Regions from separate parts of the Hordeum vulgare genome. Here region 2 is linked to region 1. A link is a contact called in public Hi-C data. All regions are on one chromosome and are shown on one strand. Each heading gives the region's core, a stretch centred on a gene start, on an enhancer-like site or on the middle of the called end of the contact. The rest is flanking DNA. Distances are from core to core; before and after follow the strand shown. Region 1 has its middle 53 kb from the start of LOC123440479. Region 2 holds the start of LOC123444818 (uricase).

Region 1 (7,046 bases), core at 2,982-5,481:
ATATGTACTGAATGTACGCTCAAGTAACCAAAGTAAACCACAAGTAAGGAGTTAGGGTTAGTCACTGTTACAGAAGTGGATGTTACCACGAAGGCACACCAACGCCACGAAGGCTCACCCTATTCTCCTTGAGATATCACCACGAAGGCGATTCCCAACCACTGGTGGTAGACCTTGAGGTGGCCTCCAAACCTTCATAAACTTTTCGGGGGACAAATCACAAGTTGACTCCTCACCGAAGCACTCCTACCGCCTAGGAGTCTCCAACCTCCAAGAGTAACAAGATCAAAGGGGAAATGATCAAGAATTGCTCAAATCACAAATTACTTTGGTCAAAAGTGAGAGGAGTGGATGTATGCTTGGATGAAATCTCTCTAAAAAACTCTCAGAAATCTCTTCGGGATTTACGGCAAGAATGCTGAAATCCCCCTCTCTCAAATCACACCAAAAGCAACTAATGCTATGGAGGGATGTGAGAGGAGAGGAACAATGGAGGAGGTCAACAAATGAACCCTAGATCCATGGGATAGTTTCCCCCCAAATGGATTGGAGTTTTGAGGCTTGGGGGAGGAGGAGAGAGCTCAAAACAACGGGGAAATATCATATCCAAAGGCTCTATCTCGTTGGGGAAGAAGGGGTACCTTATATACTGCCCCACCAAATCTGCCCGTTATGCACAGAAAAATGTAGCCCGGAACTTCCGCGTGTCCCTATTGAGGCACACAATGTAAAGTTTGTGGTTAGCCCGGAACCTGTCCTGAACTTCTGGCCCCTGGAACTTCCGGGAGGCCCGAAACTTCTCGCCCCCGGAACTTCTGGGAGGCCCGTAACTTCCGGGATCCCTTTGGGTCAGATTTTTGCAAACTTCCTGTTTACCCCGGAACTTTTCCCGGAACCTTCCCAGAACTTCCGGCCCCCCAATAAACAACGAGCATACCAATAGTATAATATGCGTAACTTTTACATACAAACTCCGATTTTGATGAGCTTATGCTCGTTTTGTAGCTATTGAAAAGCTCCAGGTCTTCACATAGAGAACCACCCAATATTAAACAAAATGGATGATGCAATGAATGCAAAGGTTTGAGTATAGAATTTGGGAAACCCTTTTTGGCTAACAGTTTTGCTTTGGGATATATGATAGGAGTGGAATTGTGTATAGAAGATGTTGACTTGAGCAAGTTCATTACAAAACCCTTTGATCCCCTCTTAATAGTGCGGGATCCCTAAAACTTAAGAATCATAAAAGAGCTACACCACATAGCTACCAATAATCCATTCTTGAGTGTATATGTTTATTCGGCGGTCATCACTCCACACCAATAGCGTTAAAGGAACTAATACCTTTGAGTCGAGCCTTTCACTTGAGCTTGATGTTATTGTTTCTTCTTGGATCAAGGTGAAGGAAAGACATTGATGAAGTCTTCAAGTAGCTCTCCCATATGAAATGTGGAAAGCCTTGCTTTGGATTCATCTTCACTTGTCCATCATGTGAACATCCACAAGGTTCAAGCATGTAATCCTTAGGGGTGGTTATTTTGAACTTGCCCCTGTCAAACATGATCATGAACACTTGATGTCACCCTCTCATGGACACTTGGAATATCTCTCTTGATGCTAGCCTGTGAGAATTACCTAACCCTCACAGACATAGAGAGCACATAGTACGAGTTAGTACACAAAGTGCAATTGACAATTACTTACCATACCACAAGATCTCATGTGGTACATCATTTGCGCTTGTGTGATGACCAACTTTGAGTTAACTCTTTGATCTTCATCTTGGTCAACATTTATCTTTGATCCATGATTAATATTGATGTTTTGAAGGCCCTATTTATTTCTTATTAGGCTTCATTGCTTTAAGAAATGATTACCAATATCTCAATTCACCATGACCATATCAAGTTTTTCCATGAATCTCATATTGTCTATAACTTGCTCGTCTTCATGATACACCATAATATCTTGAGAGGCATAATGAATTCTTCTCTTGAATTATTTGATTGAAGACATAATCATCCATGACTCAACATATGAGCTCATCATGATCCTATTTCCAAGTCGACATATGTAGAATTATTCTCTTTAATTATTCTCTCAAGATCTCGATCCATCATGGTTGAAACCATAAGCCAAAGCATGAGAATGTGTGAGATCCTCGATGAACTCCACATAGATCACATCTTGTTCATCACATGGAATTCATCTTGATCGTATCATATTTGATTCAATCATTGAGCTCATCCTTGGTGCATGCACACCAATATGTATATGGCATTCATTTAGAATTCATTCGAGCTCCTTCTTGCATCTTCATGGAACAAACATACTTCAGTTCATCCAATATTGTTCATTCTTCATGCATTGCAAATAGAACATTCCTTCAAATGTATAACTCAATGAAAACATTAGTTCATTAGGATTGTCATCAATTACCAAAACCACACATGGGAACTACATGCACTTTCACATTGGAAATCGGCCTCGGGTGAGCAGCCTCGAACATGAAGGTATATCCCAATTCGTAGTGCCACACCACTGTGCATCAGGTTGTCGAACCCACATATGAACGGGTCAGCTCTATGGCTAGAACTAATCGAGGTTTGTGGTCCCTTTTGCACCTTCCTGGTGGATCTAGCTACCCATGTTTCTAGACCAGTGGGCAAGCTCTCGGTGCCGAGGTGGCGGCGCGAGAAGTTGTTAGGAGGAGAAGGAGGCAGGCCATATAGTGGCAGGGAGAGGAGGGGGCTGGCGACACCATGAATGAGAGGGGAGGTGGTGGGGAAACGAGTGCGCGAGCTACGCCATGGCATGGAGGGGAAGTGCGTGGGAGAGATGGCGAGGACAACATTGTGGCAGGGAGATGAGATGCAGCGAAAATCGATGGCTGGTTGGTTGTGCGGGCAGAGTAGAAGACGGTTGAGTGGTGCATGAGTGAAAGGAATGGCTGGTTTTTTCCCATAAGAAAAGTAGAAATGAGAAGCTTCTATATGTTGACATCAATGCCACATAACATAACAAGTCATTTCTAGAAAAAAACACCAATCAAATGATCTATAGATAGCCTATAATTTACAACTCACCAAAATGAGGGTGCGGCTCACATTGTGTGATGCAATGAAGCTCAAGACAATATTCTTCACATTGTATAAAAATATCTTAAACACATCAAATAGATCTTAGTTTGTAAGAGACAATTACTTGGATCATTAGAGTACATGATATAACTTTTATGCATGCAAATTTTGACATGCACTATGATTATGTCTGCAATTGGGCCAAATATATACATGATCCGTAACAACGCATGCCATTATACTAGCAGTTTTAGTAGTTGAGATATATGTGAAGCCGCAAATCAGCCCTCATTCTGTTTTTCTCACGCAGCTACAGGGGGCTAAAGGCCCAACTGATCTCGGTCTTCAAATTGTCGGCAACGAAGGACCGACTATTAATCGAATCCAGCCGGTCAAAGACAGCCTTATAGATCACTCGAAGGTGAGCTATCCTAGCAAGCAAACCATCCAAACTAACTGAAATCATGCAAAGTAACATCGATTGATCCAACAATATCTTCATGGACACTACTTTTCTGTTGGCGAAGGTAGTCATCGATACTACTGCGTACTTACTGAAATTGTTGTGCTATGTTCTGATCCTACGTATTATTTACCGTGTCTCCCGGCCGATTATAGGCAAGGCAAAATACCTAGGGAGTTGTTTAGAGCAACTCCAATTGCGCGATAAAAACGGACGAGTGATTTGTTTTGTATTCTGAAATTCTGGAAGAGGATGACCCCCTCCCCCTTTCACGTTCGAATTAAAAAAAGACGTCCGGGGATGGGTGACGCGTGGATCCGTGGTAGATGGTCGTCATTAATAAGACGATGATGGTTTTGACCGGGTGTCACATGTTGACGGGCGTGGACATGAGAAGGCCCGCATCATCCGCACCGACGCATTTTAACTTTAAATTTAAACCCGAAATGAGTCATCATGAATGAATAACGAATGCGTTTTAGAAATGGATCGACGTATTAGGCCTTTACTTTTGTGTGCGGTGATGCAAAAAGATCGTAGCGGACGAAATGGGTCAGTTGGAGTTGCTCTTATGATCATGGATTCATGGGTTTAGTCAACTTTTCAAGATGCATACTACTATAATGTATTCGCAATGAGAGGTGTATGGTGTCATTACAGTTTGCCGTGCTGCGAAAGGATAAGGCTCCGTGTATACGTGTGGACCAGCAATGGCTGCGTCTCGATCGATGCCATTTTGGAAGGCGTGCATCGATCGTGCCCGTGGCTACTCTTGCCGAGGTATCAATTCATACTCATTCTCGGAGTTGAAAAGGGCAGGGTTGACTGCAGGTGCAATATGAACTAAACTAGTAAACACTCCTAGTAACAAGAGGCATCAACTCAAAACTCATTCTTAGTTCGTCGACCACCATATATCATGCATATTTTGTCTGACGAGAAATTTGTCCAAGGCACTGGGATGAACATAAACAAGCTTATGCATGCTGTGACCTTTACTGCACTGAAAACTTGATAAACTGCTGCGACAGATGATAATAACTTTGCACAATTCCTTTCACCGGAAGTTGCAATCTCACACAAAAATAGTATTTGACTGGAAGGTGCAAGCTTACACCCAAATTCTAATTCAGAAGTTCAGATGCGAGCAGCGAGCCCCCACGGGAATCGTGATTAACCTAAACTAACCCACGTAACTAACGACAGGCTTGCACGCACGCACGGAGGACGAACGCAGCGATTTGTGTGCGGCGTTCGAGCGGAATTCTTCTGACTTGCAGCACCGGCCGGTACGTGACGATGAGCACCGGATCGAAGCATCATCGATCGCGCTCCTCGGATCATGGGCCAGCCTACGGTGCGAGCATCGAGGGACCATGTGCGCGGGGTGCGCGCATCGGTCCGGCGGCCGGAGGCCCCCTGAATTCGGTGGCCTGATCCCAAGGTTGATCATTGCATCCATGCTGTGTCTTGGACAGAGACGACGCAACGAGGGGCGGGCGTGCATGTAGCCGAGTATATCGACCGACGAGCCTCTCACGCGATCCATGGCCGCCGGACCCGTCGCGAGGCTCAGCCGTTGACCCTGCAGAATATTGCACGCACGGGCAGCGCAGCGCGGTGATCAGTGCGCTCCTTGGGCCGGCTTGTGTATTCGATCTGCCCTGGTCAATGCAGCTCTAGGACTAAGTACGTACATTACGTACAGTTCTTTCATCCAAAAAGTTTTTTCTTCCTCCATCTTCAATTTGTGCAGCACGCAAGTGCACCCTTTTTATAAGCTGGCAGAGATTTCTATGGAAGCTCTCTGTGCGGCTAGTATGCTAATTACGTCATCTTCAACGATGACTTATAAATTTTCTTTGGCATTTTTCCATGGATACACCGCCAACCAATCAACAACTAACTAAATTAACCAAACGAAATTCTTGCATACAAAATGGGTTTCATATAAACCGAACGAAAATATTTACATTTTAAATATATTTTAACTAAAAAACATAAAATTATGTGCACGTCTGGCCGCGTAAAACCCCACTCCTATGACATAGATACAATATACTAGTCTACGGTCAGCCACAGTTGATCCCTTTGTCTTTTCCATGTCCGGCAGCCCTCTCATCAAACCGCGAGGGCCCCAGAGACATATTCTTCCCTTGTATCTTCCCTATGTCCAGCTGCGCCGCTCATTGAAGTGGGAAAGGGGGTGCTTCACCTGAAGAGGAAGCGTGCCTACTTTGTTTCCATGAAGCCGATGTGTGGTTCCACGATGCTTTGCGTTGAGCCGAGCAAGTCACCGGCTGCGCACGCCGGCGACGCGTCGACAGTAGCCTTCCTCGGACCAAAGCGACACATGTCTCCCATGTTTTACTTTCCCTCAATGTTGGCAGCGGATGTGGACGTGCTACCCAATGATACATCTTCAACGTATCTATAATTTTTGATTGTTCCATGTTGTTATATTATCATTCTTGAATGTTTTACAATTATTTTATAGCAACTTTATATAATTTTTGGAACTAACCTATTGACATAGTGCCCGGTGCCAATTGCTATTTTTTACTTGTTTTTTTCCGTCACAGAAAATCAATATCAGATGAAGTCCAAATGCTACAAAACTTTTGGGAGATTTGTTTGAACCAGAAGGAAAAGTGAGAACCAAGGAAGCTCACCAGGGGAGGCCAGGGTGGCCCACTAGGCACCAGGGCACGCCTTGGGCCCCTCGCGCGCCCTGGTGGGTAGTGGGGGCCTCGGGCACCTCCTCCACCGTCTCTTGACTCCATAAATACCCAGATATTCCAGAAACCCTAGAGGAGTCGGCGAAAAATCGTTTCAGCCGTCGCAAGTTCCAGAAGCCACGAGGTCCAATCTAGATCCCTTTCCGGCACCTTGTCGGAGGGGAACCCGATCACGGAGGGGTTTATCATCCTCATTAGTGCTCCTCCGATGATGCGTGAGTAGTTCATATCAGACCTACGGGTCCGTAGGTAATAGCTAGATGGCTTTGTATCTCATTTTGCTTCTCAATACAATGGACTCTTGAAAATCTATTTGATGTAACTCTTTCTCTCGTGGTGTGTTTGTTGGGATCCGATGAAATATGAGTTTATGATCAGATCTATGAAATTATATCCATACTTGATTATTATTGTCTCGTATTTCTTCTTCCATATTTGGGTTTTGTTTGGGCAACTTGATCTTTTCATCTTGCAATGGAAAGAGGTGCTTTGTGATGGATTCGATCTTGCGGTGTTCAATCTCAGTGACAGAAGGAGACATGACACGCATGTATCGTTGCTATTAAGGATAAAACGATGGGGTCTATTCCTACATGAATAGATCTTGTCTACATCATGTCATCATTCTTAAAGCGTCACTCCATTTTTTCATGAACTTAATACACTAGATGCATGCTGGATAGCGGTCGATGTGTGGAGTAATAGTAGTAGATGCAGACAGGAGTCAGTCTACTTGTCTTGGACGTGATGCCTATATACATGATC
Region 2 (7,046 bases), core at 1,814-4,313, 580 kb before region 1:
GTGGCGCTGCTCAGCAAACCGAACTGAAGCAGTTCATTCGTCTGCTGGACAAGCGTCGGGGGGAGATCCTGAGGATTGCTTGGCGATGATCTGAAGACCTATCCTTATCCTTAGTTTCTTTTCTCCCTTGGTAGTTTATCTTGGCTTGTAATAAATGTAGATTACTTTGCACTTTCCAGGACAGCTTCCTTTGTTGGGGTCTGCCTGTGGTTATTTTCGGTTGATGTGTTAACTGTTGTGTAGCTGGTTTATGGGCTTTTTCTGCTCCATTTATAAAAAGTGGGGTAGGGGGGGAAACCCCTTTCGTTCAAAAAGAAATATATATCTTCCTAGTTAATAATCTCCTATAAATCTCTATCATATCAGAACTCATAACTTATTCAACTATGTACTGCAACTAGCAAACTCAACCAGAGTTCGAGAAATATGCAGAAATGCATTTCTTTGTGAATGGTGGCATAAGGACCAAGACAAATAAGTGAAATAAACACCTGAGTTGTCTTTAGCAAGGAGTATCCTTGTATCCCAGAATTTATAAGCAGGCTTCCAGACTTCTTCACAGTGACCTCAGTGGTGTGCTTTTCAGAACCAAGTTTGAACCCTGCAAAGGAGTCCATTGCATAAGTTATATCAGATAACTCTCAAATAACTCGTCAGGGAGGGATTGTTTTCCTTTAGCATCGCATTTTGCAATAGAAGCTATCTAAATGTGAATATTTACCATAATAAATGTGAGAAAGTTATTTGTCAAAACAAAACAAAAATCAGCAAGTAGTTGATGAGAAACAGTCTGCTCGATTATCATAATCCTCCTTTTTGACTATCAGTGGATCTACCAGGAATCTAAGTTTTAAGGAGAAAATGGAAGAGATACAGGTAAGGGTACTGTTTATGCACCGCACTATTCAACTTGCAACCGCAATGATAATGATGTGAAATTATTTGAGAGCTCAATAGGAAAATTATTATTGGCCAATAGTAACTATATGACTAAAGATGAGTGGCTCTGGTATTTAACTTATTGGTTAAGTCCCATTTGGTTTTGTTCTCTAATAATAATGAAATACATTTCACTAGTTAGAAGAGGGATTCCAAACAACATGCAAATTTGTGCATTACACTACTTAAATATTCATTTGCCGATTAAGTATTAAGTAGTATATGTTTGGTAAAAAACAGTTAAATGATGATTGTGCATCCTCATGCTAGATAAAAGCAACATGATGTTTGTTGGCACTTGCCAACATATTCTACCTGGTTGGCTGAGTTGTTGATAAATATACATTGCCAAAGGCTTTCAGTATGCATCCCTTTTCTCTAGCTTTACTTCAACTGCTACTGCTTGTTGATCTTTACAATGTCTTTCAATGCATAGACTGTGTAGCTAAAAACTGTTCATAATGACCGACAGGGTGTTCAGAAATGTGGAAGAAACACATCATAAATCCTAATGGCCTAGAACAGCTGCAATTCAGCCAATTTGCACATGGATCCAATACTGTGCTGATCTACAAAAAGAGGCGGATCAGCACTTCCTTTAGAACTTTAATGGCAGTTGACCACTGAAACAAGACTTGAGGATGGAGCATTTGTCACATTGTTTTATGCTACTTCTTTCATATAGATCGTAATCAAGTTTAGCCATTCGGGGATGTGCAGTCACTAGCATCTTATCTCTGCTTTTACATACCCAGCCACTAATTGGAAAGTCTGTAATGTACTCCCGTATTGTTAAGTAAAGCTGGGGGTTTGGCCCTCCTGACTTGGCTGCCATTTGAATGGAACTTACTGTGGCTTCATAAAGGCACACTTTACTTACTACGCGAAAATGCTGTTTGGAGCTCGGCCTCCATGGAGGCCACCAAAATTCATCAAAATTCATATTTTATATTTTAAAAGAAATCTGAAAAAAAGTGTAGATATACATGAAGGCAGAACACAGATGTTTGTAAATTTTCAGGACGAAATACGTCGAAACGAGGGTTGTGCAAAAAAGACAAATCTATAATTTTTTAACACATGATACTATTCATCCCAAAAGTCCATGAATTTATTTCTTTTGCACAAATCGCATCTCAAGGCATTTCATCCTCAATTTTTGCACACATATACATTTCATCCTTGTATAATTGCATATCTTTTCTCAGATTGAAACCGGAAAATTTGAATTTTTATTTTTTTAAAAAGAAACGGGCTCCATGGAGGCCGAGCTCCAAAAGGCCCTACTCCTTACTACGGCACAAGTAAACAAAAAGAGTAAGCGAGAAAACTCTCCTCACCATGCGAATGGGGCTTCCCGTCCACAGCCACACGCTCCCATGGGCGCTCCACGATCGTCACTGTAGCCTCCGACACCTGCTCGAACAAGAACACTTTCATAAATGGCCGGGTTCCAGCGTTTTTATACAGTAGAACACACCATAAATGGCCGGGAAAAACTCCCATCCCCACCACTCCGTACCTGCGGGTACAGGGAGGTGAAATGCCTGCCGAGGATGACCGCGAATTCCTCCATGGACACCACCTCCGTGCACTCCTTGGCCTTCACATACACCTGATCAAGCAAGCAAAAGGCGCAGCGGATCAAGGGACCAGGGCCGGGACTGACCGGGGAGCACCGCCGGGCAGGGAGAAGGGAACGGAGAGGAAGGGGGGCGCACGGTGTTCTTGATGGAGTCGGTGGCGACGATTGCGGAGTTGTCGTCGGAGGTGTAGGAGGGGAGGCAGTCGGAGACGACGCTGACGGCGACGCTCCACTCGACGAAGAGGTGGCCGCCGGCCTCGGCGGGGCGGCGCCACACGCGGGAGACCCGGACGCGGGACTTGCCGTGCCTGCCCTGGAGGTCGAAGCGCCCCGCCATGGATGGGGATCCGATCTGCAGCACTGGGGGTGAAAGCCCGATGCGGATGCGGATGCGTGTGTCGCTGGCGGAAGTGACGCGCACGGGAGTGCTACTGCTTCTTTTGTAGAGGGAGAGGGAGACGGAGACGGAGACGGAGGGGATGTGGGGACCGCGCGCAGTCGGCCAGCGAGATGCCCGTCGCGATGTCACTCTCGCTCGTAGGCACCTCGGAGGGGATCGAAGTCGAACCGATACGTCCGTCTCTCACACCGTTATGCTGTGCTATGGGCCGCTTCGTCATTTATGGCCCGGTCCACGTTGCTTCGCGTGTATCTTGCCCAAATACCTAAATAAGAAATGCGTTTATTGCCCAGATACAAATGGGAATACAGATGGCACACTTGGCGCCAAATCGGTGGGGGACTGCGCCAAGTGGCCTGGTACACACGTGAACAAACCGCTGCTTGCACGCTGTTTCGGTATAGCAGCTGCAGCCCACTGAAACGATGCAGCAGAGAACAGTGACACTCTGTTAAAAGAAAAAGGAGTGACACACGGAAAATAACTATAATAAATCATAAAGCGGCTACCGCTTCTGTCGAAAAACCCGTCGTGACTTTTTTACAGAAAGGTCCCTGCCTTTTTATGTATTCAACCCACAGTCCCGATGTACATGGTCATCCCTTCCTCTTATCCACTCCCACGCGACCCGGTGCGTCGCTCGCAGCTCTCCTTCACCTCCAGCGCTTCGTCCCGGGCCGCCCCGCCCCGCAGCACGCCGCCACCCCATCATCACCTCTAGCGCGCCGTCCCGGGCCGCCCCGCCTCGCCGCACGCCTCCACCCCATCTCCACCTCCAATGCGTCAGCGCTGTCCCGGGCCACCCCGCCCCGCCGCATGCCTCCACCCCATCTCCACCTCCAGCGTGTCGTCCTACCCCGCCACATGCTGCCACCCCATCTCCCCATCTCCACCTGAAGCAGTAAGGGAGGCCGACGAGATCGACCATGCTCGGGGCTGCAGGTGCTCGCGACGCTGCCACTGGCGACGCGACGCTCCGACGAGGCATGGGGCAGGCGAATCCGAGGCGAGGCGGATGGTCGCCGGCAACATCCCATGGAGCGACGCCGGTAGCCCTCTGTAGATGTCGCGGATGCCGTTCTTCTTGTAGATGGTTTGGATGAAGTGTCGAATGCCCTTGAACTGGCGGGCGTCTGTTTGGCCAATGTCGGCTGCAAGGCGGGTATGAGCTATGTCCAGTGGGTAAATGATCACCAGAGTGGTACATCCGGCGGCGGCTCAAACGATGAAGTTGGTAAGGGCAATTGATGTGAACTTATTGTCTGCTGAGGTTCCTACATCTTTTAGTATGCTTCTGTACAGGTCCTGCAAGAATAACCACAAGGGATTTATAAACATCAGATAACCATAAGATAGTCTTTCAGAGTTTAATTAATAGTCAATCCAAAATTTCACATCAATATCATGATCAGACTGGGTGTAGTTTCACGCTTGGCCCTCTACATAACTCCCTTCTCGATACTCATCAACTATGCATTCAAGCTTGCAACACTAATACAACGAGCATGTCTGTATTGTGAAATTGCAGATACCACTATTTAAAATAAATTGAGTGGACAAAAACACAAATAATTATTCTAAACCCTTGGTTATGCTTATTATGACATTACAAGTTGTAGTACACAATTTCGTTCACCATTAGGATCTAAGATGGCAGATCTTCATTCCCTATAAACAGGTGCTAAGATAAACATTTAAGATATTAACTTCAGCTCACAACTGTTTCCCTCTCAAATCAGTATACATGCCATCAAATTAAATAAGTTGACACACCTGGTCAGAGGTTAACTACCCACCAACAAAAGATGCATGAACCCCTCGACAGCAAGTTCTTAACAGCAACCAGGTAAAGTGGTACCCATCGAAAGTAAGATGGCCCAGCTTCAGATAGAAACATAGGAGAAATGCCTAATTTTGGCCAGTATAGATCAGCTTCACAAACTTAACACCAATATATTTACATTACCCACACATGTATAATTCACATTCAATAGCTTGTGAGTATTACCCCGCCCCGCCGCATGCCACCACCCCATCTCCACCTCCAGCGCGTCGTCCTACCCCGCCACATGCTGCCACCCCATCTCCCCATCTCCACCTAAAGCAGTAAGGGAGGCCGACGGGATCGACCATGCTCGGGGCTGCAGGTGCTCGCGACGCTGCCACCGGCGGCGCGACGCTCCGGCGAGGCATGGGGCAGGCGAATCCGAGGTGAGGCGGATGGTCACCGGCGTGAGTACGAGGCTCAGGTCAGATCGCTTCTCATGTCTTGCTCGATCCAATGCCCCTTGCTCGTTCATGGTTGTGGATTGTGTTCTGGAGTTACAAAGATTTGCGGTAGTTCCACTGATTAGGTTTTGGGGCGGTGCCGAGTCGAATTTGGACTTTATCAACTACTCATTTTCTTGTCTTCGATTGATAGGGAAGGAGTGTTTGGAGTTTAGCAGTTCTATATGCAAGATTTGTTCATACCGGTCCATTTTTGTATGCTTTTGTGTTGTGCATTACTACGAGTCATCTTGATATCTGTGTAGAGTCGCGTTAGTTTTGTATAAATCCTTCAGATTCAGTTTGTTCTGATGTAGTTCGACATAAGTGCTACTACCACATAGCTCTAATCTAGCCCGATTGATCATTGACATGTTGGTGTTTCTATCTGATGGAATAATTGGTAAACATGCTCTTAGTAATGAACGAATACTGTGAACAACTCAATATGCTAATCTGGGTATTGGGAGCAGGACAAGGAGTTGGTGCAACTTAAGCGTGAGGCCCGGATGAAGGGTGTGTTCTATGTCAGTCCTGAGGCAAAGCTGTTGTTTGTCGTCCGTATCTGTGGAAAAGGGATCACGGTCATTTGCTCCTTGCTATCTACATTCATTTGGGTTTGTGTGGACATGTGTTTAAGCTAATTTTCTGTAACGTTTCACCTCGGTATCAATGCTATGCACCTGAAGACCAAGAAGATCTTGCAGCTTTTGCGTTTGAGGCAGGTGGGTTGATCAATTATTTGGTTCTGTGAATGAACATGTTGCTTGATACATCTACTTCTGTAAATGATTACATATGCTCACTTCTAAAATTTACTTCTATGGATATTTAATGGTGTGTTCCTTAAGGTCAACAAGGCCACCATTAACATGCTGCGTTGGGTTGACCCATATGTTGCTTACGGATCTGTTATCTGTCTACCTTTTGAGTCTTAATTGAATGCATTATTGTTGTCTTGCTCATCTCCTAATGTAAAATAAATTATAATTGGTCTTTGGTTAGATAAATTTACCTCTGTTGTCTACTGTCTACTATGCCATTTTACTGCTTCAGGCTATGTTGTCTAGCCACTTGCAAGATATTGTGAAAAGTTTAGTCTGAAACCCGAACCATCCTTGCTTCATTTAGTCCCAAGCAATTATGTTAGTTTAGCTGATGATGTTAAATGTTGGTACAAACTATAGGCAATCATTTTTCTCATATGTAGTGCCATCAACCAAGATTCCAAGTGAGCAAGTCAGGTCAACTACAAACTTGATATGATGTTGCATTGTTGTTGTCTATACTTTCAAAGCTGGCAATAGGCAGCGTCGACCCAACCATGAGCTGGACAAAACTTGATTAGATTACGATCCGAATATATTGTGATATACAGTCATGAAAATAAGTTTACCAATAACAGGTTCATTGTAGCAGTGAATTTTCCTAATGTATTGTAACTCATTTGCATCTGCCTAACCTTTCATCTTGAATTTTTCCATCTACGAGCAAGATAGAAGCATTGCACAATCCTTAACCTTGATAATATTATCTTGGATTTGAAATGACGATGAACATTTATTATTCTTATTTTCTTATAGTTGTGAAGACCAAATTAAGAAAATTGTACTGGTTGTGATTTCAATCGGGTTTGAGGCTTCTGTCAAATATAATTATGTCCTTGCTGATTATAATTTTGTTCACATAGATGCATGATGCTTGTTATTCATTTTATTTTGAAATAATCTTGATCTATTCTACCGTCTTGATTGGATATCGACATTGTTCTCCCGACGTTGTTCCCCGCTCACTGTGGTGAATCGAACAACAAATAGAAGACTTCAGAGCCCGGCTGCAGACCACGAGAGCACC

Evidence for each region. Hi-C and Micro-C count contacts between places; a contact is called where the count stands out from the background.
Region 2: a contact with region 1 is called in a Hi-C map of leaf, with 6 times the contacts expected there. The contact joins the promoter of LOC123444818 here to the enhancer-like site in region 1. A contact is called at or near these places in 2 of 6 Hi-C or Micro-C datasets (leaf and seedling).

The regions. Positions count from the first base shown.
Region 1 is chr3H:538,975,171-538,982,216 of MorexV3_pseudomolecules_assembly, reverse strand. No RefSeq gene overlaps it. Among protein-coding and RNA genes, the nearest start is that of LOC123440479, 53 kb to the right of the region's middle. Within about 2 kb of position 4,231, at least 1 of the 3 cell types and tissues checked has open chromatin away from gene starts, as enhancers often do. A contact at or near this core is called in leaf, where this site is marked.
Region 2 is chr3H:539,556,555-539,563,600 of MorexV3_pseudomolecules_assembly, reverse strand. It overlaps LOC123444818 (uricase), which reads right to left and starts at 3,063. Exons shown (of 8, transcript XM_045121670.1): 1 at 2,661-3,063; 2 at 2,462-2,554; 3 at 2,280-2,355; 4 at 492-601. The coding sequence starts at 2,861. It overlaps LOC123444816, which reads left to right. Exons shown (of 2, transcript XR_006631029.1): 2 at 1-314.